Regions from separate parts of the Anas platyrhynchos genome. Here region 2 is linked to region 1. A link is a contact called in public Hi-C data. All regions are on one chromosome and are shown on one strand. Each heading gives the region's core, a stretch centred on a gene start, on an enhancer-like site or on the middle of the called end of the contact. The rest is flanking DNA. Distances are from core to core; before and after follow the strand shown. Region 1 overlaps TNFAIP8L3 (TNF alpha induced protein 8 like 3). Region 2 overlaps GLDN (gliomedin).

Evidence for each region. Hi-C and Micro-C count contacts between places; a contact is called where the count stands out from the background.
Region 2: a contact with region 1 is called in a Hi-C map of subcutaneous adipose tissue, with 2.1 times the contacts expected there. The contact joins two enhancer-like sites. A contact is called at or near these places in 2 of 8 Hi-C or Micro-C datasets (liver and subcutaneous adipose tissue).

The regions. Positions count from the first base shown.
Region 1 is chr11:3,451,921-3,457,526 of IASCAAS_PekinDuck_T2T, forward strand. All of the region lies in intron 1 of TNFAIP8L3 (TNF alpha induced protein 8 like 3), which reads right to left. Among named protein-coding and RNA genes, the nearest start is that of TNFAIP8L3, 44 kb to the right of the region's middle. Within about 2 kb of position 3,226, at least 2 of the 8 cell types and tissues checked have an H3K27ac peak or open chromatin away from gene starts, as enhancers often do.
Region 2 is chr11:3,583,671-3,589,276 of IASCAAS_PekinDuck_T2T, forward strand. It overlaps GLDN (gliomedin), which reads left to right. Exons shown (of 10, transcript XM_005027179.6): 4 at 976-1,083; 5 at 3,129-3,275; 6 at 4,010-4,129. Among named protein-coding and RNA genes, the nearest start is that of GLDN, 7.7 kb to the left of the region's middle. Within about 2 kb of position 2,416, at least 1 of the 8 cell types and tissues checked has an H3K27ac peak or open chromatin away from gene starts, as enhancers often do.

The sequences.
Region 1 (5,606 bases), core at 1,976-4,475:
GCTGAACCACCACCTGGAAAAAATAATTCAACACATTTAAAAGAATTGCCAGTCCTTTGGAGAAAAAACTGTGGGCCTGATCTGCTGACTGGAGGAAATAGAAAAACTTGGATTTAATCTAAAAATGATAAAAACCAAGACAAAAGCTTTCTCTCACTTTGCAGTACAGGGGTATATAAATAGTATCTGTGATGAATAATTATGTGCATTAAACACAGTAAAATGGAAGGTTAGCATTAGTGTCTGTTTCTGTAGCAAGTGTTTGCTATTAATCAAGTGGATGTGGTTGTTCAGTATCTGTTTTGATCAGAACCTGCAAATAACTGCAGTAAGCTTTTAGAATATTAATTTGACTAGTATTCATGCCAATTCAGCCGCTGTGTCATATTCCCCAGTCGCCAACCTGGCTGGGTCCCTCTATGCTCGGACCTTGCAGCAGGAGTTGTGCATATGTGCTGCTGGGCCATGGCGTGAGGTGAAGCAAAGCCTGGGGGCCTGGCCAGGCCCCACACATGCACCCAGCCCCACTCACGGACACCAGGGTGTCCATGGGGGGAAAGGGAGCAGCAGTGGCCTGGCCACCAGTGGGCTCCCAAAGCCCACAGGCGGTTAGCCACACCATTAAGGTCTAGCTTCTGTGTGGACTGCACGTTTACAGTGGAAGACGTTTCTTCCTGCAGCACATTTCCCTTTAAACGTCATCACCTCCCACAGGCAGCACTTGTTTTCTGCTTTGTAGCAAAACAGATCACCAACAGCATTATAGATGCCATTAACTTTCAGGAACAGTACACCAAATCTGAAGAAGAAAATGCAGCCTCTGAGCATGCCACTTCACTGGGTAGTGGTTAGCCTCCGTTACAGAAATCCTGGCACCTGAGTTTTCACTAAAGCAGTGATGGGTTTTGCCTCCAGATCTGTACTCCTCTCTAAACCATCTGAAGTGTCGTCTATGATAAAATCTATTCCAAAAGCCCATGTGAAGGGATCAAGGGATCAATCCCACAGCAATCTCCCACCCTTCAGAAAACGCAGCTCCCCAGACCCGTATTTCCACAGCGGTGACAACAAACCCTGGCTGGCGCCAGGCTGAGGCAGCTGGGGTGCCAGAGGGCCTGGCGCACACAGTCAGCACTGTGCTCAACTCGACTGGCCGCAACCAGCTCCTGCACGCAATGCCGAGCGGGACAAGGACGCCTCCCATCCACTAACCTTAATGACAGGCTTGCCTAATAACAGGCTTGCCTAATAGCAAAAGTGTGGAAAGAGTTCAGTGACTCTACAGAGGGGATATCTGAGTTTTATAAGTATTTTCAGAGTTTTTGAAATTAAAAGGCAAGAGCATCTGTAATATTCTCAAAATGATGGCTGTGCCAAGTACAAATGGTTAGTACTAAATGCTCAGCGACTGTATTTTCATGTAAATAGCCATTCACCCAGTATATACATGACAGCAGAAACGGTACAAGCATGGGAGAGAGTGTGGCTGACTTTCTGGAAGCAATGATGTGGATGTGGAAACAACTACCCTGAACAGATGAATCCATTTCACTCTCACTTAGCTCCTTTAGCCAAAGCCTTAAAAAAGTCTTGCAGCCAGGCTATTTTCTCCCTGGCAAAAGGCTGAAAAATGCATTGCTGTGAGCTCTGGAGGGAGCGCTTGTTCACAGGTAAAAATCCACAGGGAAGGAGTTGATCTTCAGATTTGGTAGAGTTTGCCAACCACAGATTTTCTGCTAAGTGTATTAACAGGCTTGCTTTGAAGATAAGGAGATACGAAGCAATTTATCTGGTTTTGTCCCACCTGTGGAGTTAAGTTTGCTTGTCTGACACTGGGAGTTGTTACTACGGTGCCTGCTGCAGCTTGTGCCAGTTCATCAATCAGCTCAGCCACTGACTGCCTCAGCTAAAGCCAAATGACACTTGCAGCTGTGTGTTATTGCCCATTGAAACTGGGAGTATAATGCTGTGATGAGTTACACTGCCAGCCTGTGGCAGCTGATGGGGTGCTGTGCTTTTGGATCCATATTGAAGTGTGTGTTTGTGGAGCACCTGGTGAGCCTGCGTGTGTCCCACAGAGGTGAGGGGTGCTGAGGGCATTGAGGGGCTGGGGGAAGAAGAGGGTCAGGAAAGGTCCCTGCCTCTGTGCTGCAGCTGTCCTCTAAGTTAGCAAAGAGCTGCCCCTTGAACTGAACAGGAGGCATACTGTACATAAGAAAACAAAGATGATGAAGAGGCTGAATTATTTTTAATGTTCCTGAATCCTCAGTTTTCAAATGCAATGCAAAATCTGCAGCAAGAAGCAGGCTTCAAGGAGTCAGCAAAGCTACTGGAAATGTGGGCATCCATCCAGCTGCTAGCAGTGCTTGGGCCTGGGGGAGATGGACTAAGCCAAAGGACGGATATACCCTTTAAGTCTGCTCCTGTAAGAGAGATTGTGTTATGGAAACTGCTGTGGGAATGGGCACAACTGTGCACAAAAGGAATGTGCTGTGTTCATGACCTCAGTGATTCATGTGACACAGTTTGAATGCATCTGTGTGTCTTAAGATAGTGCTACACCTGCCCCAGAGCCTGGGGAGTGCAGGTGCTTATGAGAATGAAGGAGGCAGTGGTATTATTGTAGGCCATGGCACTGTATGGGCTGTATCATGAATTGTGGCACTGAGGGATGTGGCTTAATGATGGGACTTGTAGGTCAGGGTGGTGGCTGGACATTACGATCTTAAAGGCTTTCCCAACCTAGGTGATTCTATACCACTCCTACAGGGAGTTAAATGAGCAGTGGATAACTACATGGCTGATCAAATGTTGCTGTTGTTGCTGAGAGCTTGCTTAAGTATAGCCTGGTTGCCTGTAATGTCACTTTCTTGACACAAATAGTTTATAGAGCATAAATAACACTTGTGGAAAATAAATGAAGTTTTATTAGCTTGTTAAGTAAAATTATAAGCATAGGAACAAGTGAGTGCTATTTTAGAAAGAAGAATATGTAAAATAAATAACAGAAACCTCTTATTGCTCAGTGTGCAACCATCAGATAAAACATTTAGAAGTAGGAAGCAGAAAACTTGTGCATTGTACTTACCCTTCACGTATCACTTGTGCCATAAGATAGGTTAGAAAAAGCAAATGGTGGAACTTGGGATTTCAAAATAGCTCTAAGACCAGGCAGGGAAAGAAGTGTAGAAGTACTTCTCCCACAGTGTTTTAGTACAGCTTGCTGGCTGTAAGTGTGCGTATTGCTCTTGGACAGCTATGGGATCACTGCAGAAGAAACATTCAGTGTTTCCAGTAACTTTAAGCCAAGAAATCCAATAGACCAGATGGAATATATCGGCCTTTAGGGAGGGCCAATTTAAACATGTGTAAGCACAGGGAGCCTGGCATGCTCAAACTGTTAGCTCTTCTAAATGGTTACCATGAGTGTAAGAGGGCTGCTCCGTTCTGCAGGGGAATGGGAGGTTCAGGAGTGATAATTTCACAGCCCTGGGGCCAAATACCAGTATCCAAAATTCTGAAGTCAGGCTGAAATGGCAGCAACAGCCCCAAACAGAGGGAACGTGACTGAATGGAAGGTGGAGTGGGGGAAAGAACACTGCTCTCAGTGCTTCATGCAAGCAGCAATCACTCCCCCCAAAAAAAAACACTTTTTAGGGACCTCGGAACTGGAGATGCCTAGTGATAATCTTATTTTCAAAACACAAGCCAGCTGCTGAAATACTTTACTAATACAATGTTGGTGCATAATGGAGTGAGCCTTCCAGTGCCTGGCAGAGGAGCTGAGGAGCACTTTCAGCAATGAAAAGTCATGCAGATAGAGCAGCTGAGCTGCTGCCAGTGCCTCTGCCTGGCCTCCAGGCTGCAGCCAGGGAGGAGCAGCTTAGTTGTTGCTTCCACCTGATCCGCTGGGGCTGGCCAAGTGCTTTTCCTGCTGCCCCCCAGAAGCTGGATGCGAATCAGTCTGTGCTGCTGTGTCTAAAGGCAGGAGCTGGCAAAGGGAGTCTGGATAACAGTGTTGTCCCATGGCTGGAACTGGGCCTTGGTGTGGCAGCCTTCAGGAGCTGCCTGGGCTATGTGACAGCTGGTGTGGTGCTGTGACTGCTTCATCTCCAGACAAATCAGGTGTTTCGACCCAGTCATGTCCTGATAGCTTGTGAGGCAGGAGCCAATCCCTGACTAAAAGGGCTCAGTGAGGACCATTCTCATGTGCCATGTCCCAAGTGGAGGGATGCTGCAGTGACCATGCTGCTGCAGGGGTGTCTCTGGGGGCAGGCTGCAGAGGACAAGCAAGGCATGTGGGCAGCCAAGTCACAGCTCTGAGAATGGCTGCCAAACCCTTAATTTTACTAATCTGATAGCATATCAGAACCAAGATCTAAAGCAGGCTGCTAATGTCTAATTGCAGTGTTGGTATCTTTGAGGACTGATTTTCAAACACTTGGTTTAAGCTTTGCACTTCCTGTTTGGTGACACACAGGGATGCTATACCAAGGCAGCAAATATCTGGCTGACTTTTGGGAAGTGTAAACAATGCAGAGGTCTTGCGTGAGCCTCAGGGTGCTGCACAAAGACTATGAACAAGCTTTTTCTTATCTGGAAATGCATAGGTATTGCAGAGATGAGTAAGTCTTACTGCCACAAGTGCTAATAAAACACTGGTGTTTAAGCTTTGCTATACAACTGCAAGTTTTTGATGAATTAATCATTGTATCTTATAAACAGGTTTAAAGTCTTTCGATGTTACTCACGTTGATAGCAAGTGTAAAATACATCAAAGAGACTGAACATCCATACTCGACAAAGTTTAACTCTGGCTGATACTGCAAGACAAAACACTTGCACACTGACAGCAAGCTTCGATAAGGGGGATATTTGCAGCAGATGGAGCCATAACAAACCAAGACTTTGCTGGGGCTGAGCTTTAGGGAATGAGACTGCAGGGGGAAACTGCTCTTACTGGGAAACCCCAGCCCTGCATGTGAGTAGCTCAGGTCTGGCTGTGCAGGAGGACTGGCAATCATCAATTGCCATTGATCCTATTCTTATATTTTGAGATGGAAATAATTTATGGTTATAATGGCAATGTTTTTCTTTAAATGGTAACTTCAGCCGAAAACCTTTTAGAGAAGAGAAACATGCTGATGTATCCACAATGCAAGAACAGGTTCCTCAGTAGATATGGATAGCTTGGAAAGCAGCAGAGAGCTCTGTGCAGGCAGTAGAGGGCATCTAGAATTACTGGGGATTTTTTTCACCTTCAAATTGTGATTTTTTTAATATCCAGCAAATCCTGTACATCAACTCAGCATTTTTACTACAGTCTCTGAAATATTTTGTGCTTAATTGCATTTTCCCCACAATTAATCACATTTCCTGTGATTCCTACACTCTCTTCTTTTTAAAGATGATGTACTTTTTGTTAACCACAAAATTACCTTATTTTTTTAAAAGTCTAATTACACAAGTAATTATTGCTATAGAAAATTAAGTTTGTTTTAATTTTAGGACGTGACTTTCATAATAGGACAGTAGTAAGTTCCTTCTTACGTGCTAAGAAACTGTTTCCTGCTTAGACAGGACATGTTCTTTAGGAAAACATCTTA
Region 2 (5,606 bases), core at 1,166-3,665, 130 kb after region 1:
ATGTATTTAGGTAACTGAAACAGAAGCTGGTATAAATGTTGAAATATAGAAATGTATCTTTATAGAACAGTTGTCTTTCTTTGCCTATTAGAATAAGGGAAAGTTGCATGACTGCCTTTATAACTTTTATGATTGTGTCAAACTATGACCCTTTAAGTGGTGGGAGGGAGGCTTTTGTATCAGAGGGAAGAGAATAGTTTCACATTTATTGAAATGTATGTGGTCAAAAACAAATGTTAACTAGCATTTAGGTGAAGAACATATATAAAAGGGCAAACATATTTTAATATAACACTATAAATATCTCTTAAAAATTGTTGGTTACTGGTTTCTGACCCCCCCCCCCAATTCCGTAATAACTTTTCCTTCTTTCTATTATCATCATGGTTGCTAGCCTATATGAATGGTTACTTGCTTGCTTTCCAGGTTTCTTTTGCTGTGGGTCTGCTTAGAGTAATTCTATCAGAAAAGTACTGGGTACTTTTTGTTTGTGGGGATTCAATAGTGACAAAGGGAACGATACCTTCTGTATCAAGTCAGAGTTTGGTACTACAGTATTCTGGATGAGTAGGTAAATGCTCTTCTTGTGTTAGATTAGTCTAGCCTGTATCATAAGCAATGTCAAAGCCCGTGGAAGATGTATTTCTGACGTTGACAGTGACTGTAACAATGGATTCCACTGTGTTGATCATTCAGGTGGAATATAAAAGCCTTATCTGTGCTGGTCTTCGTGCGAAATATGTGCAGCATTCAGTTCAGTCAGTTTTCTTATGCTAAGGCAAATGTTCACTTTTTGTGTTTGTGGATGTTTTTTAGGAGGATACTGTATTGGCATGGAGAGCATAATGGCCAATTAAAGGATCTTGTATTTCTAAAGAATATATACACATAAACATAATATATATAGATTTAGTGATTTTAAGGCTAAAATGCATTTAACAGTGAAAATTCAATTATGCTGTTTGGCTTGTTCAGGGCCTGCTGGAATTGATGGGCTCCCTGGCTACAATGGATCAAATGGAGTCCCAGGTATACCAGGTCAAAAGGGAGAACCCGGAGTAAATGGAAAAAGAGGAAAAATAGGTATTTTTTTTTTTTTTGCTGTTATATTCAAATGCAATTACTTTTAGACCTTTGTTACAAGGAGAAGGGTTTTAATGTTTACAAAGAATTTGTACATTGCAGAACTCTGTAAAATTCTTTGTTTTACACTAAGTTTTTGTAGATTACTTCAGATTTATTCCATAGTATATATATGCTATTGAATAATGCAAATTAAAGCTATTGAATTAGATTAATTGCATCTCAGTATTCTGAGTTTGCTGTTAAATACTGTCTTTAAAAGAATATTTCCATTCCCTCAACCTTCCAACATAAGGATGCTTTGACTTCAGATGGTTTAAAAAAAAACAACCAACAGAGCCAGAGTTTGGGAGTGGGAGTTTCATGTTACCATAGTTTTGCTTTCAGATACATAATAATCATGGCGGGGGAAACTGTATTTCCATATTTTTCTGTTTTCTTTTTTCTAAACAGTCTTTTTAATCTGGAAACTCTTGGAGCAGCTTTTTTTTTTTTTTTTTTTTTCTTTTTTTTGGATTGCAGATAGACTTTGTAATGCAGCAGAGTCTCTAGGTACTGTTTTAATATAATCTACACAAATAGAGTAACTCTGCCAAATAGCCCATAGGCTGCATGCAGTCCACAAGCAATTTTCTATGCTGGTCAAGGAAACTGTTTGTCCTAACTTACTGATTTCACCCTGACATGTCTCTGCTAATAACACAGAGAAGTGCTGTTGTCTCTCAGATCCTTGATTCTACAAATCACTGTGCAGTGGGTGACAGTTACTGTGCTCTGAGGCTGTAAATTACTGTAAAGGTGTAAAGCAGTAATTGCTTTACAGACATATCTGATGCGTCATAGTTAATTGAAAACACTGATGGATAATTGGTTCTTCAAGGCAGAGTGACAAAACAGTGGTTTGCACATGGTAGGAGAGTAAGGAGACAGAAGGGCATCGGAAGGGATAATGCTGGGGTGAGGGGAAGATAGAGAAGCGTATGTTAATAAGTAGGCTGGCTGATGCTAGCATTTATATTTATAGCGGCCCACCTATTAGTCTGTTTTTTTCACCCTATTGCATGGCAATTTGGCAATTGTGCCAAAGATGCATTTCAGATTTCACCCCAAAAGAGTAATTGTTTCTGGTTTCACAGAGTCAATTTAAACAGTGAAACTTTAAGTAGATGAACAAGCACTTTCCTCTCAAGTACTTACAAATGTAATGTATTTGAAACCTATGCCTGCAAGAACACATATTTCCAGTCTTATGATGGTTAATGCTTCTCTCCTAAAGCATGAAAATATTAGCTGACACAAAGGTAGAGGGTGAAAAGTTTTGGTATGTCAGTTTTATAAACACAGCATTGTTTTCCTTGTTGCAAAATATTCTAGCTGAGATTACACAGGACAAACGAATGTCCTGTTAAAAATGCTACTTTGCTAAATCAAAGCTACTTTTGCTTTGATAAAGCACAAAAAATATTTGGACTGATCATGCTTGTAACAAGTGTAGGGGCAGGGAATAGTAGCCACGTGAAAAGGTTACTGGGTGGCTGAGTCTATGCTCTGCTGGGACATAGAAAATGTTGAAAGTACAATGTGTTGTAATGTTAGTACATGAAGTTAGTACATAAAGACATTGCTTTAAGAAAAGAGGTGCTATGAAAGTGCACTTCTTCTTTAATGCCCTAGAAATATAAAATAACTGACTTCATATTTTTTCCTTAGTGTTCCTAGTCCAGAAATACTCTAGCCAGCATTGGCAAGGCCCAGGTCTCCATGTTTCATGTTCTAAACTCAGAGATTACTAGGTAAAGAAAACATTCTTCACACCTAATGAATTATACACCATTCCCCTGCTTATTTGGTTATAAAGTTCCTTTGAAATCAAAGCAAATTACAACAATACAGAAAAATACAAGTGAAAAAAACAAACAAACACAAAAGAAAACCACCAACAAGGGTAAATATGTTTTGTATTTCAACAAAATGCACTAATTTTAGGAACTGTGTGATTAATATTGCAACAATATTCTTGGTACTGAAACGCTTTTTATTTCTAGGCATGCCAGGACAAAAAGGTGATCAAGGACAGAAAGGAGAACCTGGAGAAATGGGTTTACCTGGCAAAGATGGTATGCCAGGTGGAAAAGGCGCAAGAGGAGCAAAGGGTGAAAAGGGGGATGCAAACAATGATGTAGTATTAGAAGGTAAGAAGAAGAAGAGGTCTCTTGCAGTAGCGTACATGACAGAAAAAGATACACTCTGCTTCTGCAAAAGTAGGGCCAACTAACATAACCACATTATCCACAGTGAAGTTTTTGGGTATTGCTACAGTTTAGATATTAGTATTGGTCAGTAATAGTCTCAAGGGTGTGTGGAGCTCCAAAAATTAGATGGACTTCCTAGGGGAGTGTGTTTCATTTATAATGCAATTCTTCACAAATACTCTTCTATTTGGTCTTTGTGTTGAGGTGTACATGAATTCCACCCTTTCTACTACACTTCAAGACAGTTGATCTCCTTCTGCTCTTTCTTGCAGTGTAGTTTATTTATGTATTAGAAAATGAGAGCAGATTTCCACTCAAGAATACATGAAGGAAACATCATGGCAGCCACATTATAAGTTGCTAAAACTGTAGCCTCTTAAGCTGAAGTCCTAAAAATCACAAAATAAAAGGCAATAGTGGTTTATAACTCTCTAATGCACTTGTAATCCAGACAGATTAAATTGCATTCATGTCTTAGAACTCGTGAAGTTCTGGATGGCTCACATTCTAAGAAAGAGCATTTCAGGGAGTTTATTGATCACACAAAAACCTCTTAAGAATTCAGAGGCTCTTTCAGAAATCTCTAAAAGTCCATCATGTGGACATATACGGTTTTCTGCAGATTGTCTGCTTGCATGCAGGGGCTGCAACATTGTACTTCATTTTTTACATAGGTGCAAAAGGTGAACCTGGACCCCCTGGGCCTCCTGGACCACCTGGACTCCCAGGACCTCCAAGAAAACGTAAAGGTAAAACACAGCTTCAGGAGAACATATACAGCAACAAATGCACAGGTTAGTTCTTTCCATTGTTCTTTTTGATATTATTAGCTGGCTCAAAACCCATTGCTCCAAGGCTCATGGAACAATAAGCAGGTATTTAATTCTCCTGGCATAAGTAAAACTGAAAAAACTTAAAGCTAAGTATGTACTTATATGTTTTGTTGAAATGCACTCCTGGTAAGGCAGCAAGCTATCTATAATATTTGTCTTTTACTCATACTATTCCAATGCTAAAACAGTGTTTACAAATGTTTTTTTCTGCTAGATAGAATGTATTTGGAAAGCAAGAGAAGTGCTGTTGATATTTTTAGCTTTTAAAGGCAGAATTTTAATTTTATGTATAAATACAATGCCTGTTAACCAGGTTGCATTTCACTGTTTTCTGCAAAATTAAATTGCCTGGTTATTGACAGAACCAATGCAAGGTAGACTAGCTGGAGGAAGGCAAAAGGCTCCATGTCTAATTGATTATGGAAGTTTTTGGAGCAAGGTGATCTTGACTTGTTTTCATTTTTTTGCTTCTTATCGTTATTGCATCCCAATTCATGAACTAGACTCTCTTATTTGCTCTACTGTATCTGTGTTGGTGAGCTACAGAAAGTAAAAATTAAAAACAGAGCAGACTTCCTTCAAACTGCTGCAGTGACTGGCTGCAAATTACACAGCAAATACTCTTAGAACCCGTGCAGCTGGTTAGAATGCCAGTTCATAGATTGTCTGCTGAAATTTAGGAGCTGCCATCAGGTTCCCTCCCCTCCTCTCCTCTCTTCTTCTCCCTTCTTTTTATATTTGGGAGAAGGTGAAGGGGACACCTTGGTGCTTGCAAATCAAGGATGTTCTCACTCATTTTATTGTAAAACTCAGCAACCATGTTTTATAAGTATTTCAAAATGTTATCTGAGAGCATTTCTTATTGGACAGTGAAACAAGGGGAGGTGAGATGATCTGCTGTCCTTGGATGCTCTGGAACATGGGCTCTACAAAAACTGTTGTATTGTGATAACTGGAAAATTTGGCTCAAGCTATTAACTGATAATAAAATGCAAAGAGAAGCTTGTGCTAGAACAGCATTTGTATTTCTAGCTTACTCCAGCTTGAAAATGGAAGTAAACCTTTGGGCTTGGATCTACATACTGGATCTGGTCCCTGTTGTCCTTATCCTTTACCCCTCAATGGAATTAAATTTGATGTCTAAAATGATTGTATCTTTCAGTGACTGTTACTATCCCTACAGTTCTGAATTTTTCCCCTAGCTGAGAAATCTGTTTTCAGGGAGGTCAGAGTGATCCAACAAAAGAATAACAAAGAATGTCTCAGTTCCTAATTTTTTTTTTTCATATTTCTATAAAAGAAGGCAGCTCTCTGTGACAGTGTTTGGTTGAGTGGCATTCCTTTTATAATCGGGAATGTAGCTTCTTGAGAGGCATATCAAAAGGGAATAGACCAAGAAATTCATGTAGCTATTAAGTATGAAACATGCACCTTGATT